2 separate regions of the Sus scrofa genome follow, and region 1 is linked to region 2. A link is a contact called in public Hi-C data. All regions are on one chromosome and are shown on one strand. Each heading gives the region's core, a stretch centred on a gene start, on an enhancer-like site or on the middle of the called end of the contact. The rest is flanking DNA. Distances are from core to core; before and after follow the strand shown.

Region 1 (2,700 bases), core at 43-2,542, 130 kb after region 2:
ACTTCAAGGCCAGTTTCCTGTAAGCCTTTTTCAATTCTTCTTGGGTGGCATTGGGTTTGACCCCCAAAACATCATAGTAAGTGGTTTCTTTCACCATTTTCTACAGCCTGAAATAAAAAAGTTCAATTTTAACTACTTTCAACTGGTAGTTTTAATTAGTAAAAATCAAGAGTTTAGGCAAAGAAATTTGTTCTTTGCCAAATCTGATCATAAGAACATCACCTTCCCTAAATTTCACAGAGACGGTAACAAGTCCTTTGATAATTCAGCCATTAAATTCTAACAGACTAAATATAAGCTAATAATTATCAGGGAATAATTAAGAAACCTCCCATACTACTTTGTTCCCACTTTCCACCTGAAAACCTCCATCTCGATTCTTCCTGTCTCCCCTCCCCATTAATGACAGGGCAGTAAAGACAAGACGCACTAATAGGTTCAGTCCACTGTCATTATCATCTTTGGTAAATCTGATAAACCATACACTTCCTAGAAAAGACGTCTGGGCACAAGGCGGGGAGGAAGCTCCAGAAAGCAAGCTCCCCTCCCCCTCAATCCTGAGACTGTTTCTCAATCACAGGACCTACAGCTTCTCTGCTTTGAACGCCGAACCCCTCTTGCCCCACAAGCCAGCATAGCTTACATGTTCTTAGGTTTCCCCCTGCACTTAGCGCCGAGCGTTGGGCTTCCTTCCTTTCTTCCTCCGACTCAGGAGCGAAGGGGTGGGAGAAGCCCAACCCTCAACAAAGAGAAGGAGGGGAGACCGGAGATGCGAAAACCGCAGCCTCCGCCAAGCTCCTCCCGCAGCCCCTCGCCCCTGGCTCCTCCTGCGCGTGCGCGCAGAATCGCCCCCACCCCCACCCCACCCCCAGCGAGGGCGGGCGGAGGGAAACCCGGAGGCGGCAGATCCTTGGAGACCCCCGGCTAGATAGGCGAGGGGAAAGCTTCTGGAACGGTATCGGGCCCAGCCGTTGCGCACCAGCAAGGGCTGCCGGGACACCCCCATCAATTCTACAGAAAGGGAATCGAGGATACAGGAACCGACAGCCCCGCAGCCCACGCGGAGCCAACCGCCACTTGACCGCGGCTCCATCCCAGTTCCCGGAGCCGCTAATGGCGCAGGCCTGGGGACCAGAGGAAGCGTGAAAGCAGAAACTCACCGGTGAGCGGGCCGAGGCCGATGTGGGGGAGCGGGAAGGAGCGCGTTTCTGTGCGCAGCTCGGGCAGCCGCCGCTCCTCCGCCTCTCACCGAGCGTTCTGGAAAGTTCCGCCCGGCGCGCCGCAACCGTCGTCTTTTGTAGCCGAGTCGCGGCGCGTCACCCGCCGGAAGTCCCACCCCCTCCGGCTGCTGCCACCGCCCCGCGGTTACCTGGGCAACGGCGCGGGGGTGCTCGGAGTGGGAGGGACTCAGCTGAAGGGCCTTGTGGGGGTGGGCTCAAGACTGGGTTCCTGCAGCTCGTAGAACTTTCTGGATCCCCTTCCTCCACCCAGCGGGCCCTAAAGTCTGGAAGTCTTGGGCGGGAACAGGGATTTGCCCAGTAGCGCTGCGATTCCGTTCCGGGCCAACTCAGGATTCACAATCAGGAGAGCCGCCGCCACCGCCGCTTGCTAGAGCTCGGAGAGCTGGGGAACAGGGACGCTGGCCGGGGCGGTGTGCGGTACAGGAATCTCTCAGAACAAAGCCTTGCCGCACCTGCTCTCCGCCGGCGCGTTTGACACCGCTTTTGGCGTCTCTAACCGGTTTAGTTTCTTAGACCTGAGGTTCTGGGAAGCCATGGAGCATGAACTTCTGATCAAGACGGTTGTGGGCTCCTGAACAGTCTCAGGCCTTGGATCTTGCTTTTTTTAACGCGCTGTCCAAAGCCTCGTAATTCACTGAACTGCGAAGTTGGAAGAACCCTCCGTGCAAGTTTTGGCCCCTGTACACACGATATATACTTTGGGCCTTGTAATACGTTGTGCTCAGGCAGCTCTAAACAGGGAAACGTTTGGAATACTTTGGTGCAAACCCAGGGCCTTGGAACCTCTCAGGCCAGGCATTCACCTGGTTTGGCTAGCCTAGGCACAGTAACACCAAGAGTGGCAAACTTTTTTTTTTTAAATAAATGTTATTAGAGTTGACTTATAAACATGTTTCAGGTGTCATCAGTTCACTTGAAATCAGTATATCAGTTATACATATAGCCATTCCTCATCAGATTCTTTTCCTACATAGATTATTACACGGATGGTTTTAATTATTGGACCTAACAATTAAGTTCTACCAGTCTGTGAGTCTGAATCTGTAGTTTGCAAAATGAGTCCTTGGGGCTTTCAGATGTTGAGCCTGGGGCATAATGGCAAATGTGGTCTGTTTTCTTTATTTAATAACAAAACATTGGAGTATCTAGCATCGGAGAAGATGTAAAGTTGAATAAGCTCTGTACACATTTTAGTAGGGAGACGAGAAGTGAACTAACTATAAGGGAAGTGGAAGATAGAGTTCAGCGAGGAAAGATCTTGTATGTTCACTTGATGGAACAGAGAAAGCTCCTTTGGGAAAGTGGCAGTTGAGCTGAGTTTTGAAAGAAGAGGAGTATTCCCAGAAAAGGACAAAGTGCAAGGGAACCTAAGGTTAAGGTGTGAAAGAATATGATGCTTTTAGGAAATTGCAGTTATTTGACTATAGCCAGAGCTAAGAGCTGGAGTGACAGGAGGTGA
Region 2 (2,948 bases), core at 258-2,757:
AAAAAAAAAAAAAAATTGCCTTCATCAGCATACAGCTATTATAAGTCACGCCTGGGGAGTACGTAGACTGAAAAAAGCATCATGGACCATGGCCTGGGGCCTTCGAAAAGTGGGGAAGAGAAGCCCACAAAAGAGGCAAAGGAGTGGCCAGTGAAGATCAGGAAAGCTGGGTGTCCAGGAAGCCAAGGGAAGAAAGATGATTCTGTGTGATCACAACCCTGTGATACCCAAGCCTCAGTTTTCTCCTCTGTGAAATGGCAACAGTTAACAAATGCCTAATTCACAGTGTTGCAACTAGACTTCCTGGCATATAGGAAACTCAGTCTATGGAAGCATTGTTATTATTTCCTCCTCTTCAGAGTTGGCTGCCTCAGCCCTCAGCTTCCCCATTCATGTAAATGACAGCACCTCCACCAGTCCTTCTCAGGAATGAGGTGTCTCTGCTCTTTCAGGCAATCAGTGGGCAGGACCAGTGGCCTCTGGGTCAAATTAGAACTAAGCAACTTCAGCGCCTAAAACTCACCTGCACAGTTTCCAGCCCTTACTTGCATATTAACAAGTGGTAAGCAAAGGTTTTAGAGCCAGAATTCTGCTTCTGCCTCTCACCAGCTGTGGGATCTTAGGCAAGCTTCTTAATTTTCCTGAGCTTCAAACATTCTCTGTAAAATGGGGACAAGTCCCACTCCATGGGATTGTGTCCAGGCCCGTGTAGACTGTAAATAAAGCTGGCTGCTCTCCTCCAGCATGGCGGTGTGGGAGTTACTGAGGCGCTTTGCCACTCTCCCACTCAAAGCATGGTGTGGGATGCGCTAGAAGAGGCACCCACACACCCCTAAACCGAGCTGGGCGGGTCTTTGAGATCCCCTAACCCTGGCTTTAGGAGAGTGAGCGTTTTCTTTTCCGTGCCTCTTTGCTGGGCCCTCACCTAGATAGAGGAGCCTCGCTCGGCCAAGGGAGGGTGTTCCGAATGTTTCAGAGAATCCCTCTTCGGTTGTCCTACCTCCGGCCGGCCGTCGAAGCCGTTTCCTGGGCAACCTTTTTCTGCTTCTCTTCCGGACCCCGCAGGCCTACAGAGGCCCACCGTCCGGAAAGGCCCACCGCTAGGACTCCCAACCCCTCGAGATCACAACCAGCCTGCTCTTTTCTCCGCCCTCTTCTCTGCTGCCGCGCAGCAGGCCCAGGCGCATACCCTAGCCCTTCGGCACTGCAGGAAGTGGCGGCACCTCTCGGGGACAGCTCGGAGGAAGAGGAAGAGGAGGAAGCTCGGTTTAGTAGGGCCAAAGGCCCACTGAGCAGGCTGGGGAGGAGGGCAGGTGGGAGCCTGAAGCCCCAGCCCCATGCCTGCGGATTGCAAAGTATTCCCGAAAGTGCTCCGACACCAGCAGCTCCAGAGGCCCCGCCCCCGAAGGCCCCGCCCTCCAGCCCCCGTTCCGAAAACCCTGCTCCTACCAGCTGCCCCGCTCCCGCCCCGCTGGAGGCCCCGGCCCCGCCCCTGTCCGCGCCCGCGCCCCAGGCGCACTTCTGCTTGCTCGGCTGTGGAGCCGGCCAGTCTCCGAGTTCCGCGGCTTGTCCGCCGGCGCCGCTCCCTCGCCTTCCCACTGGTCCCTCCCCCAATTACAGTGGTCGGGCAGTGCCTGGCTGGCGGCCCGCGGGCGGGCCGCCCTCCCCACCGTAGCCCACCCCCTCTTAAAGCGGCGGCGGGAAGATGAGGTTTCGGGAGCCGCTCCTGGGCGGCAGCGCCGCGACGATGCCGGGCGCGTCCTTGCAACGGGCCTGCCGCCTGCTCGTGGCTGTCTGCGCGCTGCATCTTGGCGTCACCCTCATCTACTACCTGACTGGCCGCGACCTAAGCCGCCTGCCTCAGCTGGTCGGGGTCCCCACACCGCTGCAGGGCGGCTCTAACAGCGCCGCCGCCATCGGGCAGCCCTCCGGGGAGCTCCGGCCCCGAGGGGCCGCACCGCAGCCGCCTTTGCGCGCCTCCTCCAAGCCGAGCTCGGGTGGCGACTCCAGCCCAGACGCAGACTCTCGCCCGGGCCCGGGACCCGCCAGCAACTTGACTTCGGCCCCAGTGCCCTCCACCGCAGCACGGTTGCCGCCCGCATGCCCTGAGGAGTCCCCGCTGCTCGGTAAGGATTCGGGGACTTCCCCGAATTTCCCAGACAGGATCCCCCGGACGTTCTCCCCTGACCTTTTCTATGACAGCCGGTCTCTTTATTGTGGATCAGAGTCCCTAATCCCAAACAGAGGTTCCCGGCTGGATGGGGGTGGGAGGTTGGGAGGTGAATCCCTTCGGACTGGTGTTAGAGGCTGGGGCGGGGACGGTTTAGGAAAGCCTAGGCCCTTCTTGGCCCCAGAACCGGAGAAGGCCTTGGAGACTTCCTTGCTCTGGCCCAAACCTCAAGAAGTTTTGAGAGTTTGAGTCGACTTGGAGCAGCCTTCGCCCTGCTAGCTGTGGTAGGCACTACAGTGCAGCGCAGAGAAACGAGCTCTAGCGATGGTGAGGCCTCCAGTAGGGAAGGGAGCCGACCTCCCAGATCACGTCTCCTGTCTTCCCAGAGAACTGCTATCTCCTGAGTGTGTGCTAACTTTTTTTCCTGAGCTTTTGGGCAAATGACTTGCCCGGAAAGCTCTGGTTTCTCATTTGCTAAAAGGGAACAATAAGTGGTACCTGTTTCAGGGGAGTATTTTGGAAGATTAGATGACATAGTATAAACAAGAGTTTTCATTGAGTAAATTGTCACTGTTGTGTTCTGTTCCTCCCCTGTGTGAATCCCTCCTCAGGGAAGATCAGCCCTATGGCCCTCCTACCCTGCTTCTTGCCCTTATTTGTTCCCCAAACCTAAGGCCCTCCCAAGGGGCTGAGGGTGTTTGTATGATGTGTATACCCTGGAGGCTGAAGGGCTAAAATAGAACCAGTTAGCACCAAGTTTTCCCTTTCTGGGAGCAGC

Evidence for each region. Hi-C and Micro-C count contacts between places; a contact is called where the count stands out from the background.
Region 1: a contact with region 2 is called in a Hi-C map of liver, with 2.3 times the contacts expected there. The contact joins the promoter of DNAJA1 here to the promoter of B4GALT1 in region 2. A contact is called at or near these places in 3 of 47 Hi-C or Micro-C datasets (heart right ventricle, liver and skeletal muscle) and 1 of 2 datasets of contacts at active chromatin or transcription factors (alveolar macrophages).

The regions. Positions count from the first base shown.
Region 1 is chr10:33,444,264-33,446,963 of Sscrofa11.1, forward strand. It overlaps DNAJA1 (DnaJ heat shock protein family (Hsp40) member A1), which reads right to left and starts at 1,293. Exons shown (of 9, transcript NM_001244163.1): 1 at 1,161-1,293; 2 at 1-107. The coding sequence starts at 97.
Region 2 is chr10:33,315,788-33,318,735 of Sscrofa11.1, forward strand. B4GALT1 (beta-1,4-galactosyltransferase 1) reads left to right here and starts at 1,508. Exons shown (of 6, transcript XM_003130680.4): 1 at 1,508-2,126. The coding sequence starts at 1,706.